3 separate regions of the Zea mays genome follow, and all the other regions are linked to region 2. Evidence: chromatin contacts called from public Hi-C data. All regions are on one chromosome and are shown on one strand. The core of a region is the stretch at or near the end of the contact, and the rest is flanking DNA. Distances in the headings are between cores, read along the strand shown. Region 1 holds the start of LOC107548101. Region 2 holds the start of LOC100273136. Region 3 holds the start of LOC100193689 (hydroxymethylglutaryl-CoA lyase).

Evidence for each region. A called contact is a pair of places that touch in the nucleus more often than the background predicts.
Region 1: a Hi-C map of tassel shows a contact between it and region 2, with 3 times the contacts expected there. The contact joins the promoter of LOC107548101 here to the promoter of LOC100273136 in region 2. A contact is called at or near these places in 3 of 25 Hi-C or Micro-C datasets (ear, endosperm and tassel).
Region 3: a Hi-C map of tassel shows a contact between it and region 2, with 6 times the contacts expected there. The contact joins the promoter of LOC100193689 here to the promoter of LOC100273136 in region 2. A contact is called at or near these places in 2 of 25 Hi-C or Micro-C datasets (ear and tassel).

The regions. Positions count from the first base shown.
Region 1 is chr8:3,798,669-3,801,368 of Zm-B73-REFERENCE-NAM-5.0, forward strand. It overlaps LOC107548101, which reads right to left and starts at 1,446. Exons shown (of 5, transcript NM_001323009.1): 1 at 210-1,446. The coding sequence starts at 1,390.
Region 2 is chr8:4,103,426-4,106,125 of Zm-B73-REFERENCE-NAM-5.0, forward strand. LOC100273136 reads right to left here and starts at 1,333. Exons shown (of 1, transcript NM_001147583.1): 1 at 1-1,333. The coding sequence starts at 1,298.
Region 3 is chr8:3,736,202-3,738,901 of Zm-B73-REFERENCE-NAM-5.0, forward strand. LOC100193689 (hydroxymethylglutaryl-CoA lyase) reads left to right here and starts at 1,371. Exons shown (of 8, transcript NM_001138781.1): 1 at 1,371-1,670; 2 at 1,965-2,139; 3 at 2,308-2,487. The coding sequence starts at 1,468.

The DNA.
Region 1 (2,700 bases), core at 196-2,695, 300 kb before region 2:
GCTAGAAACTACGTCGATATTTTCGCAGACCACATGCACAAGTCCAACCCATCGAACATGTGGTGCTGCATCGAGAAGGACCAACTCATGCAGCGTTTAATCTTGAAATTTGAATTTTCTTTGTCTCCTCTACGACTGGTAAGAAGCACAAGGGCTCTAATTGACTTTTTTCCCCCCAAGTATGGACGAGCCGTGGGAAAAAGAATCACCTGTAGCTGACGAGGTTGGCGGCAAAAGTGATGGGCTGGTCTCCCCTGCCGATCCCCTGCTCCTGCACCAGCACCGGCACCCGCTTCCGCTTGAACTCCACGTGGCTGAACTGCTCGCCGAACCCGAAGAACCGCTCGTCGCGGCTGCTCGCATACGTCAGGAACACACGGTTGAACTCCTCCGGCCGCCGCTCCTCCGCCCGCTCGGGCGCTGGCAGGAGCGCCGACGCCTCCTCACGCTCACGGCTCGGGGCCGGGGCCAGCCTCGTCCTCTTGCTCGTGGTGGCTCGCTGGACGCGCGCCGACAGACGAAGCCGCAGGCTGGCCCGGTGGAGCCTCGGGGTCGTGGTCGTGGTCGTCGCCGTCGCCGGGGGCGACTTGGCAGGGTCAGCGTGCGAGCAGGTCCATTGGTAGTCGCCGATCTTGACGCTGAACCTAACCTGCGTGTCGCTCTTCTCCTCGAGAAGGATCCAGTACCGCGCCGAGAGCACGGGCCTCGCCGCCGCCGCCGCGCTCCGGGCGCGGCGACCTGCCGCGCGCAAGCGCAACCCGCAGCAGGTGCACGACGGCGACGCGCCGGCCTTCTTGGCGGCGGACACGAGCCCGGTCACCACCAGCACCGGGAACCGCGTCGCGTCGGACGGCCGGAATGCGGCGGCGCGCAGCAGGTCGGGCTCGGAGCCGCCTGCCTCGGCGTCGCAGCGGTAGAAAGCCCTGATCTTGTCGACGTGCTGGCGATCGGGGACGAGGCGGGCGCCGCCGTCGCGGAGCGCGAAGGAGCCGCGGCACTCGTCGGCCTCGGTGGCCACGGAGGCCACGGAGAGGAACGCCACGCCGGGGACGGTCTCCCACATCGCGCCGCCGCCCGACGACGGAGGAACCCTGGACAGCGAGACCTCGCCGCCGCGGGACGGGTCCCAGCGGAGGCGGAAACGGGTCCCCACGGGGAAGTCGTGCGCGTGGGCGAGCTTGGAGGTCGACGCGAACGACAGGCGCAGGGCCCCGTCGCCGTCGTGGATGGCGGCCGTCGGTACGGCGCGCGGGAAGGGGTTGTTGAGGCGCGCGTGGTGCTTCTTGGCAGTCTTGAGCGACGCCATGGCGACGGCGGTGATGGCGCGCACGGGCGAATGGAACGGACGGAGAGCCCGTGCGGTGCTCTCTACTCGGTCCGAGGCCATCATTGGCTGAAATAGATTCTGGAATGACGGGTGGGGTCAAATGGTGGGGCGGAGCGGTGGGCCCGAAGAGCGCGCGTTTGTTTTTGATTGACGTAGTGACAGATGTACATAGGAGTAGTATTTTGTTCGCAATTGCTAGAATTACCGATAAGAAGAAAGGTTTATGGCATGTCCAACAAGGCAACAAGTTCAATTTTGCGATATACCACTACTAAATCGCACCAGAATCGTATCATATTTAGAAGAAATTTCTGCGCTCCGAACTAAACATTGATGAACTTACCTGTTAAAATAGTTTTTTTGGTTGAATATTTAAATCGCAAGTTCAAGATTTATGTGAGTGATGTTTATAGTGGTTTGTTAAGACAGACGGACAATATATGTCTTTTTTTTGTTTCTAGCAAATTCAATAATATAGCTCACAACGGATTTTATGATGTTGTCATGTTACATATAGTATAATTATACAATAACATAACTTGTATATTTAATATTTGACTCATCTTTTCCTCTCATAATCTGTCTTAGAGTCCTTGAGCAGCCCACTTCTATTCTCTCTCTATTTTTCTTTTTTTCACATCACTACAAATCCGATACGACATATCTTGTAGTCTACCTACATCATCTTATTACACTTGCTCTTAGACTATCTACAGTAGATTCCATATCGCATCCCTTATCTCATCTTCTATTATAAACTTTATTCTGCAAACAGTATCATCTACAATTTCACGTTCCCTGTTTTATACTGATTGCTGGAGACAATATCAGTGGTGTTACATGGATCATGGATGTCTATATGCCTCGATAATTCATTTTCGTTGACTTAAGTGCGGGGAAGGAGACTAGCGCCGTAATGGGTAGAGCCAGAATTTGAACATAAGAAAGGTCATTTAAACCGGCAACAAACAAGCATAACGATATACATATACGGCTAATATTCCACTAGTTTGACTCTTATATAGGTCTGGACAAAATACGCTTAGCTTATCTGCTCGCTCAGCTTATCTCAATTTTGTCACGAGCTGAGCTAGTATTTTAGCTTGGTTTATTAATAAGCCAGCTCGATAGCTCGAACAAGCTAGCATTTGTCAGCAAAATAAAGCTTACACTTGTATTGAACGAACTAATAAGTAATGAACTGTGTTAATTTGACATTGAATTGATGTGATATCTGAAATTGTCAGTATTATTACTTTTTCAAGCGTTAAATTAATATACAATTTATTAGCAACTAATTATATTATTGCATATATATGTATTTTTTTTGGTTGTAGCTCGTGAGCTAAACAAGCCAACTGGAACTTGTAAGC
Region 2 (2,700 bases), core at 83-2,582:
AACTCGGCCGTGGCCGCGGCGGCAACGGTGCCGGCCTCGTCCACCTCTACGGTGGCCTTGTGGTACACTCCTGAGATGATGAGCCCGTTTCCACCGGAGACCATGCCGGAGAAGTCACCTCTTTGAAAGGCTCGGTTGACTCCCAGCTTCTGGATATCGTGAGACGCCTCAAACTCGAACGTGAACTTGAACTTCGGCACCATGAACCCCCCGACCCGGACCTCGTCCACCGGCGTGTGCTTCCTGATGAATCCCGGCGACGACACGACCTTATCATAGAGATCATTGAGGGTTAGGGTCTCACCGTCGGGGAGGAGTAGAAGCATGTAGAACGCGTCCTGCTGCGCGCCGTCGTCGTTCTTGTAGGGCAGCTTGAGCGCCTTGAATCCGGGGAACACGGCAACCCGCTGCCGCTGGTCCTCGAAACCGCTCGTAGTCATGAACGGCACGCGCACGGTGCCGCCGTCGGGGAGATGGAACGGCGCGAAGATGGTTCTCGACGGATCGAACGGCCGAGCCCACGCCCCCTTGAAGTAGATGGCGTTGGCGAGGACGAGCGCCGTGGACGAGTCGACGGAGCCGGGAGGCAGGACGTCGCCGATGAGCCCTTTCGTTGCTCCTTTCACGAAGTCGTTGACTTGCTGCCTTGCCGCCTCGGAGTTCTTCAAGAAGTCGACGGACTCCGCGACCGCCGCGTAGCGCGACGCGGCGGTGTCCATGAACTCCGGCGTGAGCGCGCGGCTCCGGTCCACCCAGACTCCGCAGGCGAAGGACGCCTGCGGGAGGTCGCTGAGCCGGGCGACCAGCGCCGTCGCCGCGGCGCGGTGCAGCTCGCCCAGCGACTCGGAGTCCAAGAAGCGCAGGAGCTCCCGCTGCGTCTCGCCCCGCGCGCCCGCGGCCACCAGCGCGAGCGCCGCGTGGAACGACAGCGGCGACACCACGAAGTTGCGCGCCCCCTGCTGGCCGCCGACCTGCCTCGCGAGCGGCAGGCACGACGCGCTGCCAGCGAACGCATCCGGTCGCCCTTCCGGTGCCGCAGCGAAGCCGGCAACGGGCACCTCGCCGGGCGGTCCCCACAGCATGGTCAACGTCGACGGATCGTCTGGTGGCTGCGCGAAGACGGCCGCGTGCTCAGGCGGCGGCGCCCAAGGGCGCGGCGGGGCGACGGCGAACCGAGGCCCCGCCGTGGACCCGAAGCTCAAGTCGCCTGCGCCGTGTCCGTCGCTGTTTCGGGAGGCTGCTCGTGTCACGGTGCGCTTGTCGCCGTGGTGCTGCCCGCCGCGACGCGGTGTGCTCATCGCGTGTACGTGAGCTGCGTGTGTGAAGGAAAGAGAGAAGGTGGTATGTATCACATTGAGCCCACACAAAGAATATATATAGTAGTATATCTCGCAATTATAATTAATTTTAAACCAACCACATAAGAAGTAACCATTTTTTCTCTTTTCCTACAATATAAGACGTACTTACATGTACATTGATACAGTAAGTATATTTCTTGGTCTTTAAACTAGAGATAGTTAATATGCCTAATATACTCTAAGGCTAATCACAGTAAGAATTTCATATCTCTATTTCCAGAAATGCTACATCAATTTTATAGACGAATGAAACAGAAACACCCTCTCTCAATAGAGAGTTTTATATCACTATTTCATATGTAGAGATCTATTGGGGAAGGCTCGAAAGGTTATTCGATATCAACCCTCGACGCGCCGCAGCCACTATTTTGACTCCTTTTATGCAATTATGAACCAAACTTTCTCGATTCCAATGCAACTTATCCTTTTGGAGTTGACGTAACAAACTACGCGAGCCTCCCGATGAAGCCAACAGAAATCCTATCCGAATACTAAAAATAAAAGGCAATTTCATTATGACATACTCCCTCCGGTATAGTAAAAGAAGTCATCCTGCGCGTGACCGAGCGTGCACAAAAAGAAGTCATAGCGCGTAGATGCACTTAAGAGGAATCGAACTTGAGACCTCCAGTCTAGAATGCCTTGGAGGTGCTGCAGCAACCAATCAAGGCTGATTGTTTTCATGACATTAATGCACTCATATCCCTATTTAATAGGGGCAAACAGGGAAAACTCTATGATAATTAATCACTCCTTGGTATGCACAATCATGTCCTAAACAACTATCTTTACTGCACTGGAGGGAGTACTTCTTAAATGCTGCATATAAATAACCAATAGGATTTACTCAATTATATGAAGATTAAACAAAACACTCTTAATGAAAATTTAACATAGTTTTTAAAACCTTATAAACGAGTTAACATGGTTTCATCTTTATAAAACTCCATAAAACTATTTTCTTCATAAATGATGTGACATATCATCTAAATAGGTGATATGATAGATTAATTAATACATAAAATACATTATAAAATCTCCATTGTGATTAGCCTAACACTGCGTGCGAGCGATGCCTCAGAGCGGTGCATTTATGGAGAAACGGTGTGAATGCCTCAGACTCAGAGCGGTCCATTTATGACTGGGCAGTACGAGAATGTCAGCTGCTCCATTTATGGAGAAACGGTGCGTTTCGTGAATATAATTGGCGAGCTCACTCAGAGCGTAGCGTCGGCTTCACGCAGCTTTCGCACATCATTCAACTACACACAACAACCATTACTACTATATTTAAGAAAACTATCAACAGATTCAAGGTAGAAATTGTTGGAACAGAAGG
Region 3 (2,700 bases), core at 121-2,620, 370 kb before region 2:
TATTACGTGAAAACGTCATTGCGTGTAAGTTTAACAGGTCACGTAGGGAAAGGGGATGAGAAATGCTTCTCCATCCCATCTTGGTTTATCCGTTGAGGAAGAATTTTTCACCATTTACATCCTCGTGGGAAAAGAAACTTCCATATTCCCATCACTAATGGAGGAATTCCCCGTAAGGAATCAGGGATCGAGTCTCAGTTGCCATCTCTAGCCCCAAGGGCCAAGGCAAAATGAGTCCCACACTCTCACGTAGAGATGGCCAAACGGACCGCCCGACTCGGCCTGGACCCGCTGAAGCCCGACACGGTTTGGGTCTGGCTCACCAGGCACAGTTAGAAAACCGGGTCAAGCCTTGTTTTCTTGTCCAAACCCGGCCCGCTCCATCCCTAAACGGCTCGGCCCGATAAGGACAAAAAAAGCGGACCGGTAAGCACGATTTAGTAAAAAAAGTGAGCTAGACAGGCTTAGAGGTAAACGGGACACGCTAGGCTAGCCCGTCGGGCTTAGTTTTCTGTTTGGGTCCAGCCCGCTTATTTGTGCCAGCCCGATCATGTATAAAAGCGGATCGAATCGGGCTAGTATCAGACCAAAAAACGTGCTTCGGGGTGGGCTTTCGGGCTTTCTGTGCATCTATACTAGTGCTGGGAATATGGACCGGAATTTTTGAGCCAGTACGAGCACGACCCAAAAACAGGAGCCCAAAACACGGACCGACATGAAATAATATGGGCCAAGCTAACATAGGCCGAAGGTGGGCCTAGGTCTGACCTCAAATTCTGGCCCGTCGAGCCCCGACACAGCCCGCACCAATGTTGTTCAATTTTTTTAATTTAATAAGTTATACACTTTATATTGTTGTAATATTTGGGCTTTATATGGTCAAATGATGCTATAATTGTTTAATATCTTTAATTTAGTAAGTTATAGACTTTAAGTGGTTGTAATAATTTGATTTTATGTGACTAAATATATAGCTGAGCTTAGGCCGGCACGACACAACGAAGACATGGCCTAATTTAGGCCGGTGTGAGCCACTGTTTTTATACTTCAACCTGACCTGGTACGGTCCAAAAAAATTTAGGCTTTTTTATCCAAACCTGTTTAGGCCTTGTTCGTATGTCCAGTAGTGGACTAGAAATCATTCTAGCCGATCAAAACTTATATAAATTGGAGAAATAAATCGGCTAGGCCTCTATTAGGGGAGAAACGAACGGCCCCTTAACACACGAAGTATGATGATCGGGCCGGTCCGGAATCTACTCCCATGTCCCATCCGAGTGCTGCAAACACAGGCACACAGCTGCTATCGGATGTCGGAGGCCAAAACCCAGACGCAACGCAACCCACCCCCTCTCTGTCCTCTCCGTCCTGAACTCGCGCCTCGCTTCGTCTCTCCCATTCCCACCCGCTGAAGCTTCAAGGAGCTTCTCGTCTGAGACCGAGCTAACGAGCTCACCGGCGGGCAGGATGCTGGCGGCGTCCACCAAGGTCGGCTCTAGGCTGGCCTCTCCGCACGCCTCCTTGTCCGCCGGTGCTGCGGCGGCGGCACTGGCGAGCTCCCCCGTGCTGGGCTCTGGGATGCTCCCAGGCGCCGGGTTCGGCGAGACGGGGAGTCACCACGCGGCAGACGCGCCGCCGGCGCTGCCTTGCAGTTCCTCGGGCGATTCAAGGTGAGCATCGGAGTTCAGAATTCAGAACCGTGAGGCCAGACTTTGGTAGTGCCATTGCTTGATCTCGTGATCAGGGCCTCAGGGGCCTCAATTGTTCGTTCGCAACTGATCTAGTGACTACCTGAGTCCATTGGTCCCTTCAGAGGAGTTAGGTTCCCAATGATTGATCAACTCCTAACTCACACCCTGCAAAAAGGGAAATGCTCAGTGATTTCTCAGGATCGGAATAGTTGCTTTTCTCATCATTGTTTACTTCAGCTAAATCTCAACTTCTTGAGTTCTTGTCTGTAATAGGGAATATTATCAGTGGAAGAGACTGGTGAATCAAAGGCAGTCAACGCTAGATGGAGGCAAAGTGCCTGCTGCATTGGGCCACCATGTTTTTGGTGCGGGCTGTTCCTCACGGAACCAACATATCTACAGATATTTTTCATCTTCTCATCAAGGGAGTATATGGGCCGGGAGCAAGGTGTGTTGAAGTATCATACCCATTCATTGGTTTGGTTTACTTGCTATTCTTTTGTAGACTACAGAGATGATCTAACTGTTATTTTCAGATGCTTGTTCCAAACAACTTGGCGATGTGCTTTACATTAGACTTCCAATCATTATTATTTTAAGTAAGTTCCTATTCCAGGTTCTACATGACCTGCCAGGGTATGTAAAAATTGTGGAAGTAGGGCCACGAGATGGTCTACAGAACGAGAAGGACATCGTGCCAACACCTGTAAAGGTTGAGCTTATACGAAGATTGGCCACATCTGGATTACCTGTTGTGGAGGCAACGAGTTTTGTATCTCCAAAATGGGTACCTCAGGTATAGTGCTTTACAAAATCTCTGGAGAACATTCAGATTAGACACCTGTTTTATCTGCACCTATTGTACACATTGATTTTCTCAGGACCCTGATTTACAACTTGGGTTTTTCTTCAATATGTAATTGAATTTTCATGGAGCAGGCAGGACTGAGGCTGTTTATATATCTTTTTAGATATATTTGTCGCTAGTTATGTTGTGTAGCATTCCAGA